Linked DNA regions of Sus scrofa: region 1 is linked to region 2. A link is a contact called in public HiChIP or PLAC-seq data. All regions are on one chromosome and are shown on one strand. The core of a region is the stretch at or near the end of the contact, and the rest is flanking DNA. Distances in the headings are between cores, read along the strand shown. Region 1 overlaps AUH (methylglutaconyl-CoA hydratase, mitochondrial). Region 2 has its middle 180 kb from the start of SYK.

Region 1 (4,310 bases), core at 907-3,406, 190 kb after region 2:
AGGCTGCACATTCCAACCAGCCTTCCGTGGATTGTGGTTTCAGCATTAGCTATGTTTTCAGGGCCTTTGGCCAGTCTCAGATCTGGGCAATAGTCCACCTCTTGGTTCAAATTCTCCAGTGTTTGGTCTGCTGTTTAGCACCGGAAACACACACGTCCACCACAGCAGTGAGTCCAGGAGTTAAAAAACAACTTTGTGGGGTCCCCTACCTGAGATCCTCACTCTTCGCAATCTCCTTGGTACTTTCTGGTTCCCAGGGCTCCCCCTTTTCGGTGCTCCAGCCAAAACTCTTGAACTACAGCAACATGCTCCTAGCAGGAACGAGCTCTTGCCTCTAACCTGGCCTTACTGATGTCTACTCTTGGCGTGGTGACCAGGAAAATCTTTAAAAATCTTTTAAATCTTTAAAAGAGATGCTAAGATCACACGGCATCTCTGGTAATAACCCGGTGGGTCCTTCTCCACTCAGGTTACCAGCTGTAATGCCTCTATGCTCTTATTCCTCTGCCGCTTCCCTGACGGTATCTCCAACCACTCTCATCCTCCTGTCTGCTATGGGTACAGTGATTAAGTGAATGTTCCAGGCATGCTTTCATCTTAGCCCTTTATCCTGGATGTTCCTTTGCCTAAAATGCTCTTCTTCCTGTCTGACAATTTCCTCAATTCCTCTCAGTCTTAACACAAATGTTATCTTCTCAATGAGGCTTCCTCTGACCCTTTATTTTATTTTATTATTTTATTATTATTATTATATATTTTGTTTTTTAGGGCTATACATGCAGCACATGGAAGTTCCCAGGCCAGGGGTCAAATTGGAACTGCAGCTGCCGGCCTACGCCAGAGCCAAAGCAACTTGGGATCTAAGCCATGTCTGTGACCTACACCACAGCTCACAGCAACATCGGATCCTGAACCCACTGAGCAAGGCCAGGGATCCAAGTTGTCAGATAAAAAGGAGAGCATTTCAGAAAAAGGAACAAATCCTCATGGATACTAGTCGGGTTCACAACCCACTGAGCCACAACAGGAACTCCCGACCCTTTATGTTAAAATGCAAACTCCCAACTCTCCTCAAACCCCTTCCCCTTTTTCTACAGCATTTTGCACTTCTGCCATAATTCACAACTTATTATTTGCACATCTACTGTCGCTGTGCTAGAACATCAGCTGCACAGCACTAGTGATCGTTCCTTGTTTGTTTCCAGCTATATAACTAGTGTCTACACCAGTGCATGGCTCAATGAGTATTTGTTAAGAGAATAAATATGCCTGGAACACAGTGTGTGAGCAAAGGGAGCATCAATAGGAGAGAAGGTTAGAGAAGTGCTGGGGACCCACACTGCAGGTCTTATAAACTGAGGATTATAGCCAACAGAATCCATAGCATCTTCTCAAACTCACGATTCCCAGTTCAAGCTGCCTTATTCCTGTTTGATTTCAACAACTTTATAACAGCAGTTAGGATACTCGTACACATGTTTAACTCTCCTACCAGATTTTAGATGGATACTCCAAGGGGACTGACTCTGCTGAGTCATCTATGTCTATATTTTTATCTATTTCCTCTAGAGCAGCTAACATATGGCCTGTGAACAAATAACTTCCAAAACACCCTAATTAGTCAAAATGAAGTAAAGGGTCACTGAATACATTTTAAAGTACAAAGAAATAAGACTGCAGTGCATGAGGTGTGTTCATGAATGTACTAGACTTGAAAGCAGAATGAGTGCTGGCCTTTAGAGGTCACTTAGGAGTCAGCCCATTAAAGCCAGCAGGGCTGTCTACAGCTCCTAACACTGGTAAATGTTTGACATTATACAAGCCTCTTAAGAAAAGCAGTCTTATTTTTGTTGTTATACTTCTCTTCTGCCTAAAATAGTATGACCTTATTAATCAGATTTGGCACAGAAAGGTCCTTTGCTATTTATGAAAATCAAATTCACCCTCACAGGATAAAGATGAGTCACGGCTGAAGATATGCAAAAGAATAAGCTCAGATTCTGATATAAATTCTACGAAGATTTCAACAAAGGTTATAAACAAAACTTTCCAAAATGACTACTGTGTTCAGGACAACACAAACACACAGGATGTAAAAATCTGTCATTACTTCATAGACACACCTTAAAATAGAGTTCCTGGACGCCATGCCAAGAGACGGCCTGATTGCTAAAGCCAGCCCACAGCGAGACAGGCAGCGACGTCCCAAACCCTCACCCTGTGGAGGAGAAACAGACAGAAAGGGGACTCTTGTTCTGGCCCCTCGAAACCTGAGCGCTCTTATTTCTTTCTCCCTCCCCCCCGCCCCCTCCTTCCTTCCTTTCTTTTTTTCTAATAGAAAATAAAACAAAAACTCATCTTCTTTCTTTCTGTTTTAATTCGGGTAAGAGTCAATAGCAATAATTATTATTAAAGATTCTTTTCCTGAAAACTTTCCAAGAGAATACTAAAAGTACACCCACAGTTTAGTCCCCACCTTAACCAAGTAATCAAAGTTATCACCCAAAGTAGGACAACCTAACATTAAGTGTCACCCAATGAAATGAAAATGAAATATAGGGCATGTGGCCCATTTTGTACTTTTGGATAATTTTTTTAACCTAAACCTAAACATGAGGAAATATTTCAGTCAAATCCGGAATGTGCAAATCTCAATAAGATAATCTGCCTGAATTATTTTTTAAAAGATTAGTTTTATTTAAAGAGAGAAAGAGATGGAGAACCTACCTAGATTAAAAAAAATACTACAGATAAGCAAATGCAATGGGTGACATTTAACTGAATCCTGAATTGGCAAAACAAAATAAACAAACAAACCAAAAAACAACTACAAACAACACTTTGAACCTGGGGTAATCAGAATATTAATACTAATGTTAATATTGTCAGGTGTTATAATAGTGTTGTTATATAAGAGTCCTTTGTTTTTCTCCTGAAAAGCATGCTAAGCTATTTAAAGGTTCACCTTGTTCTTTTGAAATGGCTCAGCAAGAAAAAGTGGATGTGCATATGAGAGAGGGAGACACAGAGTGGAAGGAGAGGGGCACGGGGAGGGGCAGATCTTGGCAGAGGGTATAAAGAGGCTTATTTTACTGCCTTTCACATTTCCTGAAGTCTGAATACTCCACAATAAAAAGCAGGGGACTAAAAGAGAGCCAAAGACCGGTGGAAATACTAGACATCTTGTCCACAGTGATGTATGCCCAAGCCTTAACTGTTATCTTTGTTAAAATAAGGTTTCTTGACACATACCCCAAATCCTTAAGTAGTAGATACAAGAAACAGAGGTCAGGAATGAGACTGCCACCATTCTCTGTTCAAACTTGTAGTTTCCTAAATTGTCAGATAAAAGCATCCTAATTCTCTGAATTTGTTTTATTCAGTTCTTATAAATATGTTAAAGGGTGACAACTGTTTGGGGAGCTATTTCCAAAAAAATTTTAGTATCTAAACTGGAGCATTCTCCCAAGAGGGAAGAAGATAGGAAGTTTAGCTGCTTTCTTAAAGGTAAAAATACTAGAGAACAGGGTAGGGCGCTTTGGTGTATAAAAATCCCCCAAATAATTCAGAATGTTGTAGGAAGATCTTAGGATAATAATATTAATTATTTTTAAATAGGCTAGTGAGTTAAATCATTAACACTGTATTTTGTACTTTATAATGTCTGTCTATAATCAAATAAGAGTACTGGTTTAAGTATATGACAGTCAATTCCAATTTAAATTATATTTGATATAACACAATTTAAAGAATTTCACTTTGGAGTGTTTCCACCTTTCATACCCTTCTTTTCATTAATTAAGCATTTTCAGGTCAAGTAAATACTGAAATTTGCAACACTAATCCAAAAATTGCGTTATATTAATGGTCCATTATTATTCACACTCACTAGGAATATTACTATTTCTTCAAAACAGTCATTTTATAATTTAATTGGTTTTAAGAAAATTTACAAAATATACCTTTAAAATAATCACATTGTTATTCAGGCTTAAGTTCAAGTAAAAAAATAAAAATTTTTTTTAAAAAGCACAAAAAGAGAAAGAAAACTAAATGCCAGGTTTTGGGTTTTGAGCAACTGTTTCCCAGTAAACTGGTATCCCAAAAGCGCAGACGTGATAATTACGTGACAACTAAGAGCATCAGGTTAGCTCTTTTGGGGCTGTAAACCTCAATGGGCAATGGGGAGGCACAGATTCATTGGGATTAACTTTCAAATGCTGTCCAGTATGGAACCAGGAGCCTGTAGGAACTTAGAAGATCATTATCGGTCAGACTTATAAGACATGTATCTTCTAGACTGGATGCCA
Region 2 (4,294 bases), core at 695-3,194:
GTCTGTTTTAACAGCCAACATCGGGAACCCAGATGCCACCCTGGCCGGCACTTCTCGGGGACCCAGGCAGCAGGCAGCTGAGCAGTTCCTTCTTGAGGGTGCTCTCTGCAGATGCAGATGTGACACCTAGGCCCAGGGTCAGAAGTTTCCCCACCCACTTGACAGACCGCCCTGCCGGTCCCCCAGTAAGAGGAGCCACTGTGACGATGAGCGGACAAAGGGGACGCAGCTCAGCTCATGGACCAGAAGAGTTCCATTCATTCCCAAACTTTGAGAAAAGGTTTTCACCTGCTCTCTGGTTTCCTCCATTAGATGACTGACTCAGAAAGGAAACGACTTGTTGGATTTCTCACCTCCTACGTTAGCCCTGTGAACAGTAGGCGGGCAGGCTAAGCAGGGCTTAGATTTAGCCCTCCTGGATGAAGAGAGTGAGTCAGCAGCTGGTGGGGCCCGTTCGCAGTGCGGAAACCACTCAGGGGGACAAAGATAGTTGTTTCCAGCCCATGACGGCTGGTCCGTCAAAGTCAACGAAAACAGCTACAAAGGATTGAAGACATCAGCCCCCTCATGTCACCTGATTCTGCGGAACAGCTAGACGGACTCACCTCTCTGTCCTGAGTTCAAGATCCCAAGGTGATCAGGGGAGGAGGGAAGAGGGAATCGGGCTGGATTAAAATGGTCCTGCCTGGCTGCACGTGGGTCCAGACTCCTCCCTTGCCTGAGAGACGTAGGGACCAAAAGCCAATCCAGTCCCATTCCTCACACCCCGCCTGAGCTCTTGGGGAACAAAAATAATAAAATGAGTCCAGTTCACTTTAAAATCACCTGGAGAGGGAGTTCCCATTGTGGCACAGCAACAATGAATCCAACTGGTATCCATGAGGACGCGGGTTTGATTCCTGGCCTCGCTCAGCATTGCTGTGAGCCGTGGTGTAGGTCGCAGACTGGGCTCTGATCCCGAGTTGCCATGGATGTGGCAGCAGCTGCAGCTCGGATTCAACCCTTAGCCTGGGGACTTCCATATGCTGCAGGTCTGGGCCTAAACAGCAAAAATCAATCAATCAATCAATCACCTGGAGAAAAAGGGAACAAGGACCAACTACCTTTGACCCACAGCCCCAAGGAGAGGCCAAGAGGGTGACCAAGGCCCAGCAAAGTCACCTCCCCTGAGACCTGAGGACAAAGACGTGCTCTGTCGCTGTGTCGTGCTGAGCAGCAGGGCAGGGCTACTTTTAGCCTCTCCACAGAATCTGAGTTCCAGTGGGCATGTTTTCAAGACAGCACTTTCCTATTAAAATTGCAACAATTATGGCTGAAAAGAAAGTTCGTTGTGCTCAGAAAACTCTACGACAGGCCCTCTCACTATGATGCCTGCGTGACTGTGGCCTGGCTGCTTTTAAGGACTGATTTTGTCACCCTCGTCTAGCGTGGGTGGACGTGTGTGGTCAGTACTTCAAGAGAGGTGAGAAATTACCGCAGAGGAAGGACAGTGACAGCAAGACACCATCCTTGTCCTGTCTTTTCCTCCCCTGACCAAGCAAGAGCTGTGGAACTGGGACCTAGGACATGGCCCCCAAAATTCAGGGTGTTCACCAAATACTTGAAAGGGGTTTAAGAAAATGTTGGTGTTTAGATGAGGCCCAACTGGGAAAGCAATTCTTGTTTCCTAACCTGGAGAATAAGCTCTCTGGTAAAACGTACAGAGGGAGAGAGGTTTAACGTAGTGAAGAAGCAAAGCAATGCTATGAAACCACAGGTCTCCAGCCTCAGCTCTTCTGGTCAGGGGGAGATCACACCACCTCCTGCCAGGTAACCGGTCTGCTCACCAGTTACGGTGACAGGGCTAATGATGGGGAGGCAGCCAGGCTCCTAGGCAGAAAGACACAGGAGCAGCCTTGCTTCATTTTTGCCTCTGTAAAGCCTCATGACTATGCTCCATCTCTATTTTTAGAGCTCAGCATTTAAAAGGTCAAGTGCCTTCAAAAGTGTTTATTTTCCTCTCCAGTGTTTGTGCTCTGATTGAAGTGACAGCCTTGAGCTCCTCCCCCCACCCCCACACCAAATCCACTGTATTCCATGCAGCTTACTTTTTACCTGAACTGCCAACAAAGCTTGAAATGAGCAGCATTTGGGGTTTTGGTTGTTTGTTTGTTTGTTTGTTTTTTCTTACTCTGACTCCACTGGAGCCACAGAGGTTGACGGCCACTCAGGAAAAGCACGGCACCTTCTCTATGTGGCCAGTGGGCAGAATGCACCTACAGGTCTTCACAGACCTGGCCAAGCCCTCCCCACGTGGATGCAAGCTGATCTCCGAGGATTCAACCTCCCTGACCCGCCCCAGTCCTGGTAGGAAGTCCAGGGCTTGTGTCCAGGGGTGGCCCTCAATTTCAGAGCCTGTCAGGCCATATCTGTCCTGGCGGTTGCCTGTCTTGCCCTGGCCATCTCCACCCATCACCCTGTGTCACAGAATTCTCTCTGAGCTTCTCCCACTGCTGCCACTCACCCAGGACCACCCAAGGCTCAAATGAAGCTCATCCCTGATTGCCAAACACAGCGAATACTGGGCTATAGGGTTCCAGCCGTTCCTCATCTTCTTAATCCCTTCATCTTTCAGTGGACATTTGAGTTGTTTCCATGTCTTGGCTATTGTGAATAGTGCTGCAGTGAACACAGGCGGGCAGGTATTGTTTTTGAATGAAAGTTTTGTCCGCATATATGCCCAAGAGTGGGATTGCTGGGTCATATGGTAGTTCTATATTTAGTTTTCTGAGGAAACTCCATACTGTTTTCCATAGTGGCTGCACCAATTTACATTCCCACCAGCAGTGGAGGAGGCTTCCCTTTTCTCCACACCCTCTCCAGCATTTGTTATTTGTGGACTTGTTAATGATGGCCCTTCTGACATGTGTGATGTGGTAGTTTTGCTTTGCATTTCTCTAATAATTAAGAAGTGTGGTACATCCATACAATGGAATACTACTCAGCCATAAAAAGGACAAAATAATGCCATTTGTAGCAACATGGATGGAACTAGAGATTCTCGTCCTAAGCGAAGTAAGTCAGAAAGAGAAAGACAAATACCATACCATGTCACTTATATGTGGAATCTAAAACATGGCACAAATGAGCCTATCGACAAAACAGAAACAGATCATGGACAGGGAAAGCAGACTTGTGTTTGGGGCAGGGGGGTGGGGGGAAGTGGAATGGACAGGGAGTTGGGGTTGGTAGATACAAACTACTACATTTAGAATGGATGGGTAATAGAGCACCTACTGTACAGCATAGGGAACCGTGTACAGTCTCTTGGGGTAGAACATGATGGAAGATAGTATTAAAAAAACAATGTATCTAACTATCTATCTATACATGGCTGGGTTGCTTTGCTGTACAACAGAAATTTATTAAACTATACGTTAATAAAAAATATTTTCTTTTCTTTTTTGGGGGCCACACCCACGGTCTATGGAGAGTCCCAGCCTAGGGATCAAATCAGAGCTGTAGCTGCTGGCCTACACCACAGGTCACTGCAACCCGGGATCCTCTGAGCAAGGTCAGGGATCGAACCTGCATTCTCATGGATGCTAGTCAGATTCATTAGCTGCTGAGCCATGATGGGAACTCCAAAAAAAAATTTTTTTTAAAAGGAGAAAAACAAACAAACAAAAAAACAGCTTAGCAGTTATTAGATGAGAGAATCCCAACCCTAGGAGGGAAGCCACCCTCTCCCGTTCAGAGGCCGTCAGAAGTGTCCCAGTCCAGCCACCTCCCACAGGACTCCTTGTAACTGTCTCCTCAGCAAAGTCCAGCCCTCCCTTTCCTCCTGGGCCCTCATTTCAGGTGAAAGCACAAGACAACTCCACCTGGAGCCTGGGGGCAGGCGGGGCCGAGGCACTGTGGATTCTCAGCACCGCTCTGAAGGTCCCGCTTGTCTCAGGACCTGGAGCCTGAACTTCAGGGTTCTGCGCCCGCTTGGCCACTTGGCCTCAAACCTTCATGAGGAGGGGGAAAGAGAAGAAGGCCAGAACTCACCTCTGGCAAAGCCCTTGAATTCTTAGACCTGGAACACAAAATTCTTCCCCTAAAGAAAAAAACGCATGATTCTCACCCCGAGCACACAGAACCAATTTGCACAGGGACGCAGCATCTTTCAGGTCCAGTTAAAAACGCCTGTGTGGGAGTCTGAAGAGCAAGGCCAAGATCAGCTTTCCAAGGCAATCCCCAGCTCTCTCCCCCAGGGCCAGGCAGGGTAGTCACGAGTGGAAAAGCATAGTAAATAAATAAACCGCGCGGC

The links. HiChIP or PLAC-seq counts read pairs in DNA pulled down with a chosen protein or histone mark.
Region 1: a contact with region 2 is called in an H3K27ac HiChIP or PLAC-seq map of skeletal muscle. The contact joins two enhancer-like sites. A contact is called at or near these places in 4 of 47 Hi-C or Micro-C datasets (epiblast stem cells, heart right ventricle, liver and 1 more) and 1 of 2 datasets of contacts at active chromatin or transcription factors (skeletal muscle).

What each region holds. Positions count from the first base shown.
Region 1 is chr14:2,476,670-2,480,979 of Sscrofa11.1, forward strand. All of the region lies in intron 4 of AUH (methylglutaconyl-CoA hydratase, mitochondrial), which reads right to left. Among named protein-coding and RNA genes, the nearest start is that of AUH, 68 kb to the right of the region's middle. Within about 2 kb of position 2,157, at least 20 of the 83 cell types and tissues checked have an H3K27ac peak or open chromatin away from gene starts, as enhancers often do. A contact at or near this core is called in skeletal muscle, where this site is marked.
Region 2 is chr14:2,285,272-2,289,565 of Sscrofa11.1, forward strand. No RefSeq gene overlaps it. Among named protein-coding and RNA genes, the nearest start is that of SYK, 180 kb to the left of the region's middle. Within about 2 kb of position 1,945, at least 5 of the 83 cell types and tissues checked have an H3K27ac peak or open chromatin away from gene starts, as enhancers often do. A contact at or near this core is called in skeletal muscle, where this site is marked.